Linked DNA regions of Mus musculus: region 2 is linked to region 1. The links are chromatin contacts, called in public Hi-C maps. All regions are on one chromosome and are shown on one strand. The core of a region is the stretch at or near the end of the contact, and the rest is flanking DNA. Distances in the headings are between cores, read along the strand shown. Region 1 has its middle 8.8 kb from the start of Gm25407. Region 2 overlaps Tti1 (TELO2 interacting protein 1).

Region 1 (2,700 bases), core at 190-2,689:
CTTCCCTCCCTCTCTTTTCCTCTCCCCTCCCTTCCCTCTCTCCCTCCTTCTGCCTCCTTGTTTATTTTGAGACAAGGTCTCACATATCCTAGACTGGCCTGACTCACTATGCAGCCAAGGATGGATGACCTTGAACGTCTCATCCCCGATGCCTCTAACTGTGTTGGGATCCCAGGTGTGCACAACCACACCCAGTTTAGGTAGTGCTGGGAATGGAACTCAGAGCCTTGTGCCTACTAGGCAAGCATGTGACCAGCTGAGCCCCAGTCCCTGCCAGAAGAGATATTCCTCAAGATGGATGAGGCTTGATTCCAGAACTTTCATTCTTTTCTTCTACCTGTTTTTCTTGGATACTTGCAGCACATAGTGATTAAACTCCCTTTCTTCTTCTTCTTCTTCTTCTTCTTCTTCTTCTTCTTCTTCTTCTTCTTCTTCTTCTTCTTCTTCTTCTTCCTCTTCCTCCTCCTTCTTCTTCTTCCTCTTCCTCTTCCTCTTCCTCTTCCTCTTCTCCTTCTCCTTCTCCTCCTCCTCCTCCTTCTCCTCCTCCTCCTCCTTCTTTTTAAAAGTTTCTAAAATTGCAGTTACGTGGGAGGGGGGGGGGGTCTGGCTCAAGAGCCACAGTGTGCATGTGGAAATCTGAGGACCATGTGGGTCTTAGGAAGAAGAGGCAGGATGATGGGAAATTCAAGGTCATCCTTAGCCCCATAGTCACAGTAGTAGGTCAGAGTTCAAGCTTTGATGCCCATGGTGACCCAGAGTAAAAGTTCTGTGCTCGGATGAGAGCTGTGTCCTCTGTGATGTCGAGACAGCTATGCTTCAGGGAGTGATACAATTGGTCCTGCAACTGGTCCATGATGGTCGGCAGCTGTCCATCCCAGCACAGCCTTACATAAAGTCTTAGTGAATCTTAACATTTGCTTCTTTCTCCAGCTCTTCCTTCCTTTTCCTGCCTCTTTGTCTTTATTTATTTATTTATTTATTTATTTATTTATTTTTGCCTGCTTGTGCTCTCTCTCCATCCAATTGCAACTGCAGGGAACAGCAGGAGTTTAAACTGAGGTCAGATCCTGGAGACACCCCAATGGCAAGAGGAATGCAACTTCAGCCTAAGGGAACTAGTGACTCCTGACAGGTTACCCAGTGAAAAGAGACCTGGCTGGAGTGGGGGGTGGGGATGAATCTGGTAGCAGAGATGGGAACAGAGTGCTGAGGACAAGCTAGGAGCAGAGGGGGAAGATACCGCGGACCCTGGAGGTCAGGTGAGAAGAGTGGTGGGCAGAGGTTGCATCCCTGGATTCCACCCTTGCCCAGTGTGTCGGGGAGAAGCCGTCTCCTTCATCCATCTTGCTACAAAACTCAGCCAGAGCTCTCGGCCTTCCAGAGCGACCTCAGAGCAGAGTGTGACCTCTCCTGGCCAGCACTGAGAGGATTCCAGGCCCCAGTGACACCTCTGGCTTTCCAGTGAAGACTTTGCTGGCTCCCGTAGGTTTCCAGCATCTTCCGGCCTGTTCCCTGCCCGGAGATTAATTTGTTTACTCCCTTGCCTGGAGATGAACTGAGAGAACTAATCGTCCATCAGCCGCACAACCTTGCCCCGCCCGGCCCTGAATGTCCATTTTCTGGCAAAATATGTCCTCTCTGCTGCCAAGGCTTTTTGGAAAATGCTAATTTTATCCTCAAATTAAAATTTGTTCCCCTTTCCTCATTTTAATAAAAGCGAGGCATCCGGAAATGTTGCCATAGTGCAGAAGCGAACGTTCCCGACATAATTTTCAAAATGCCTTCGATCACGCGGCTTTCGGAAGGGCCTGTCCTCTGGCCCTGACCTCCCTTCCCCATCTCCACGCCCCCTGGGGCAGCATTTACATTTCTTAATAACCCCTCATTAATATGCATGAGAAGGGGTGGGTAATAATGGCTGAGCACGCTGCACTAATTCAATTTCCACCCGCCTCGGCCTGTTTACTTAATCACCAAGGGACCCGGGTTACTCAGCATAATTATTTATTCGGAATTAGATCTGGAGGCATCTGGACTGAGCAAAATGGAAACTGGAGTCTCTTGGTCCTGAGCTCTGGGCCCTCCCGCTGGCCGGCTGCCTGCCAAAGGCTCAAGGCCGGCGGGGTCAGCTTAAAACCTGGGCTGGTGGGGGGGGGGGGTTCTTATCAAAGTACAGAAGACTCAGGTACGATGACCGGGTCAAAAATCTCTCCCCCATGGTGGTCTAGAGGGACCATCAGCTCTGCTGGTGGCTAAGAGTAAGGTTGGGCCAGAGGCAGGCCTCAGGGGGTGCTGGGAGCTTATCCCAACACCGGCATGTGCTGAGACTTGGACACAGGCCTTACAGGGAGGAGAAAGAGTGTGTGCCTTGAGTCAGAATATTAATGGCTGGTCACCCATATCCGAGTGTCAGTATGCACGAAGCTAACTACAACCTGTGGCTTCGGGCATCCACTGGGATTCTTGAGACATATCCCCTGAGCATAGTAGGGAGCCACGGTGTAATAGGCCAGCTCCTTGGGCCACACTCCTCTAATTTGATGCTCAGTGAGCTCCTGTTCATGCCTCAAAACCCAACTCCCTTGGCTGCTGCATTCTCCTGGCAAAGCCACAGCTCCCCGTCACGTTTTCCACACTCTGCTCTATCCCTGAGCCCCCTCCAGTGCCGCTCATTTTTCATAAGTCCTATGTCCTACTTGT
Region 2 (2,700 bases), core at 13-2,512, 280 kb after region 1:
CCTAACTATATTTACCTGTTCAAAACCATTCATCCATAGATCGACCTCCAACACGCACACTCAGAGACTCCTATTAAAAATATTTAAATGCAGTGAGGACAGGATTTAAAACCATAAACACTAGTAGCAGCGTATGATGCTAATCATACCCCTAAAGTATCACAAATGCAGTAGAATACTTCATGCATATTTAAAAGGGTCTGACATGGAGAGGTCCAATCTGTTAGAGACAATTCAAAAGGAAGTCAGAACCAGGCAGGGTTTAAGTCCTACTGGGTGGGTTTTAAATGCAGCCCCTTCCATCTGGCTGGCTCTTCCATCTCCAGGCTAAGGTCCCATGACAGTGCTGCTGTCCACTGGCTTCAAAGCTGATCTGAGCACTTGCTGGCATATTCAGAGGCCACGTGCAGTATTTCCTGCCCCTACCAGAAAGATGATATTTTTTGTGATAATCTATGTGACTTGCCCTCTCCTACTCAAATTATTTTTTTTCTATGACCCATGCTTTGGCACTAGGCCAGCAGCTCCCATTGATGGGCAACATAACAACTCTTAGAAATGTATTTCTGTGGGGTATGATGGCACATGCCTGTGATCTTGGTACTTGGCCACTGCATGCACATATACAGGCAAGCATCACACATAATGGCAAACAAGCAGGTTAGCAATCTCATGACATACCACAGCATCAGGGAAGTACAGGCAACACATGGTTTCAGTAGTGCGATATCCCTGCCTTCATTTCAGAAAACCAGTAACCTGCTTTGTTTGTAATCTGCATGGCAGATGTCTCTTATCTCTGACACCATAAAATCACGCCTCTGTGTGCACAGAGAACAGCTTCAGATCTGAGTGTATTTTTAGAACAATGGGCCTTGAAAAGAAAAGCAGCAGTGGCTGTCAAAGATGGATAATAGGAAAGCTAACTACTTGGGTCTGGATTTGTCAACTATTAATCAAATGTCAAAAGGAAAAATATGAGGAGTGCCCTCATTTCCATGCCGGTGCAGTCCAGGGGAAACGGCTTTGTAGGCAGGCTTCAAATGAGCTGCCCCTCATCCCCATTCAGGAGACCAGGTATTCATTTTGAGCTAGCCTAACTAGTGGTTCACCCCTGTGGCTCCTGATCTGTTCAAACAGACAGGTCTGTGTGTGGCGTAGAGAGGAGTCGGGCTCTGGCAGGGATGAAATGAGGAGCCTATGCTAGTCTGCATTGTCCAGGGTTTGAAGGCACCGGCTGGTTCTTTGATGGGCTGGGATCCTACTGCTAGAAACTGAACAGGGAAGTCAGTTGATAAATGAACCTGCTCCTGACTTCCTCCACAAATGCAGGAGGGGTGAGGTGCCCCAATTAACATAAAAAAGACTCCTCTGAGAAGAAAGCTCACTTCAGATGTTAGTGACAAGTAGATTTAGAAGGAAGGATGCATCCAGATGTATGCACGTGACATGCCCAGCACACATACATTTGGTCAGTGTATATACACATGTAACATGAGGGCAGAGGCCTCCTGTCTTCTTTCCTCCTTTTTCAGTACCCAGACAGTCCTTGGCATGCAGAGATCATTGCACAATTTTCAGAGTTGACTTTCTGACTACATAAAAAGAACTCATCTGTACAAAGACCCTGTGAGGGGGCATCACCATCAAGTGGTGAAGGAGGAATGAACACCATACTGCCCTTCCACCTCCCACCCAGGACTAGGGAATAACAGCATCAACACTAGCACTGTGAAAGGTATGCCAGCATCCCTAACTAGGGTCTGGGGTTGGCAGAGACCAAGCAGCCTGGGAGCTCTGCCTGTCATGAAACTCACTGGGCACAGGCTTCATGTTTTTACCAGAAGATATTGCCTAGTTTTATTTGCTTTTGGTCCAGAGTGAAGGTGCATATGATATAAGACCTCATTGCAGGACAGAGAGCCTCAGAGGCTAGGAGGAGATTGGCACACTGAGTACACGGACTCAAAGGAAAACTGAAATTGGGATGGGGTGGTGAGCGGAGGGCAGGGGGTTGCTTTCCTCTGGAATTCTTTTCAGTATGAAATTGCAAAGTTCCAGTGGTCAAAAGGGCACAGAACTGCATGCTGGGAGACATCCTGGAGGCTTCTGGGCTGCCTGGGAAGGTAAATCAGTTAAGTTTGCTTCTGCTTCTGCGTAGGTGGGGCCGGGCTAACCCAGGGCTTCCTCTTACTGACACTGACCTTTCCTGGTTTGTTGGCTACTCTTCCCATGCCCTTAAATATGATTTACTTATCTGTCATCCATTAAAGTTACTTAACTGCATGGGACCTGAAGGAGCTCCCCACCCCCATCACAGTTAACAGTGACACCTGGTGGTAATAAGCAGCAAGGCTATTTCCTGCCCCCACCACTCCCCCAAGTCAAAAGATTTATGCCCCTCCTTACAAGGCACATTTGCCAGATAAAAGCATTAAACTGGAATGGCATCTCCACTCTTAGCATTTACAGCCTTGGTTATATCAACCATCCCCTGATCAATTTCCATTTCCAGAGTTTACAACCTAGATGTAAAAGCCTGCCACGAAGGCTATATTTAATATGACAAATTAAAATAGCAAACAGAGGCTTGGTCATTCTTTGAAGCCAGGGAAAGCAAACAAGAGGAAGGAAGGAAAACCCAGCTGTGATGTGGATGAAAGAACTCTTCATCAGTTGCCACCTTGGTACTCCACTCCA

Evidence for each region. A called contact is a pair of places that touch in the nucleus more often than the background predicts.
Region 2: a contact with region 1 is called in a Hi-C map of the N1E-115 cell line, with 6 times the contacts expected there. The contact joins two enhancer-like sites. A contact is called at or near these places in 2 of 39 promoter capture datasets (the C10 cell line and liver), 2 of 484 Hi-C or Micro-C datasets (the N1E-115 cell line and nephron progenitors), 1 of 115 datasets of contacts at active chromatin or transcription factors (neural tube) and 1 of 9 other capture datasets (embryonic stem cells).

The regions. Positions count from the first base shown.
Region 1 is chr2:157,703,677-157,706,376 of GRCm38.p6, forward strand. No RefSeq gene overlaps it. Among named protein-coding and RNA genes, the nearest start is that of Gm25407, 8.8 kb to the right of the region's middle. Within about 2 kb of position 1,440, at least 20 of the 459 cell types and tissues checked have an H3K27ac peak or open chromatin away from gene starts, as enhancers often do. A contact at or near this core is called in the N1E-115 cell line, where this site is marked.
Region 2 is chr2:157,987,814-157,990,513 of GRCm38.p6, forward strand. The region is part of intron 7 of Tti1 (TELO2 interacting protein 1); the gene reads right to left. It overlaps Gm34402 (a long non-coding RNA gene), which reads right to left. Exons shown (of 2, transcript XR_375175.1): 2 at 1-2,118. Among named protein-coding and RNA genes, the nearest start is that of Gm34402, 3.8 kb to the right of the region's middle. Within about 2 kb of position 1,263, at least 7 of the 459 cell types and tissues checked have an H3K27ac peak or open chromatin away from gene starts, as enhancers often do. A contact at or near this core is called in the N1E-115 cell line, where this site is marked.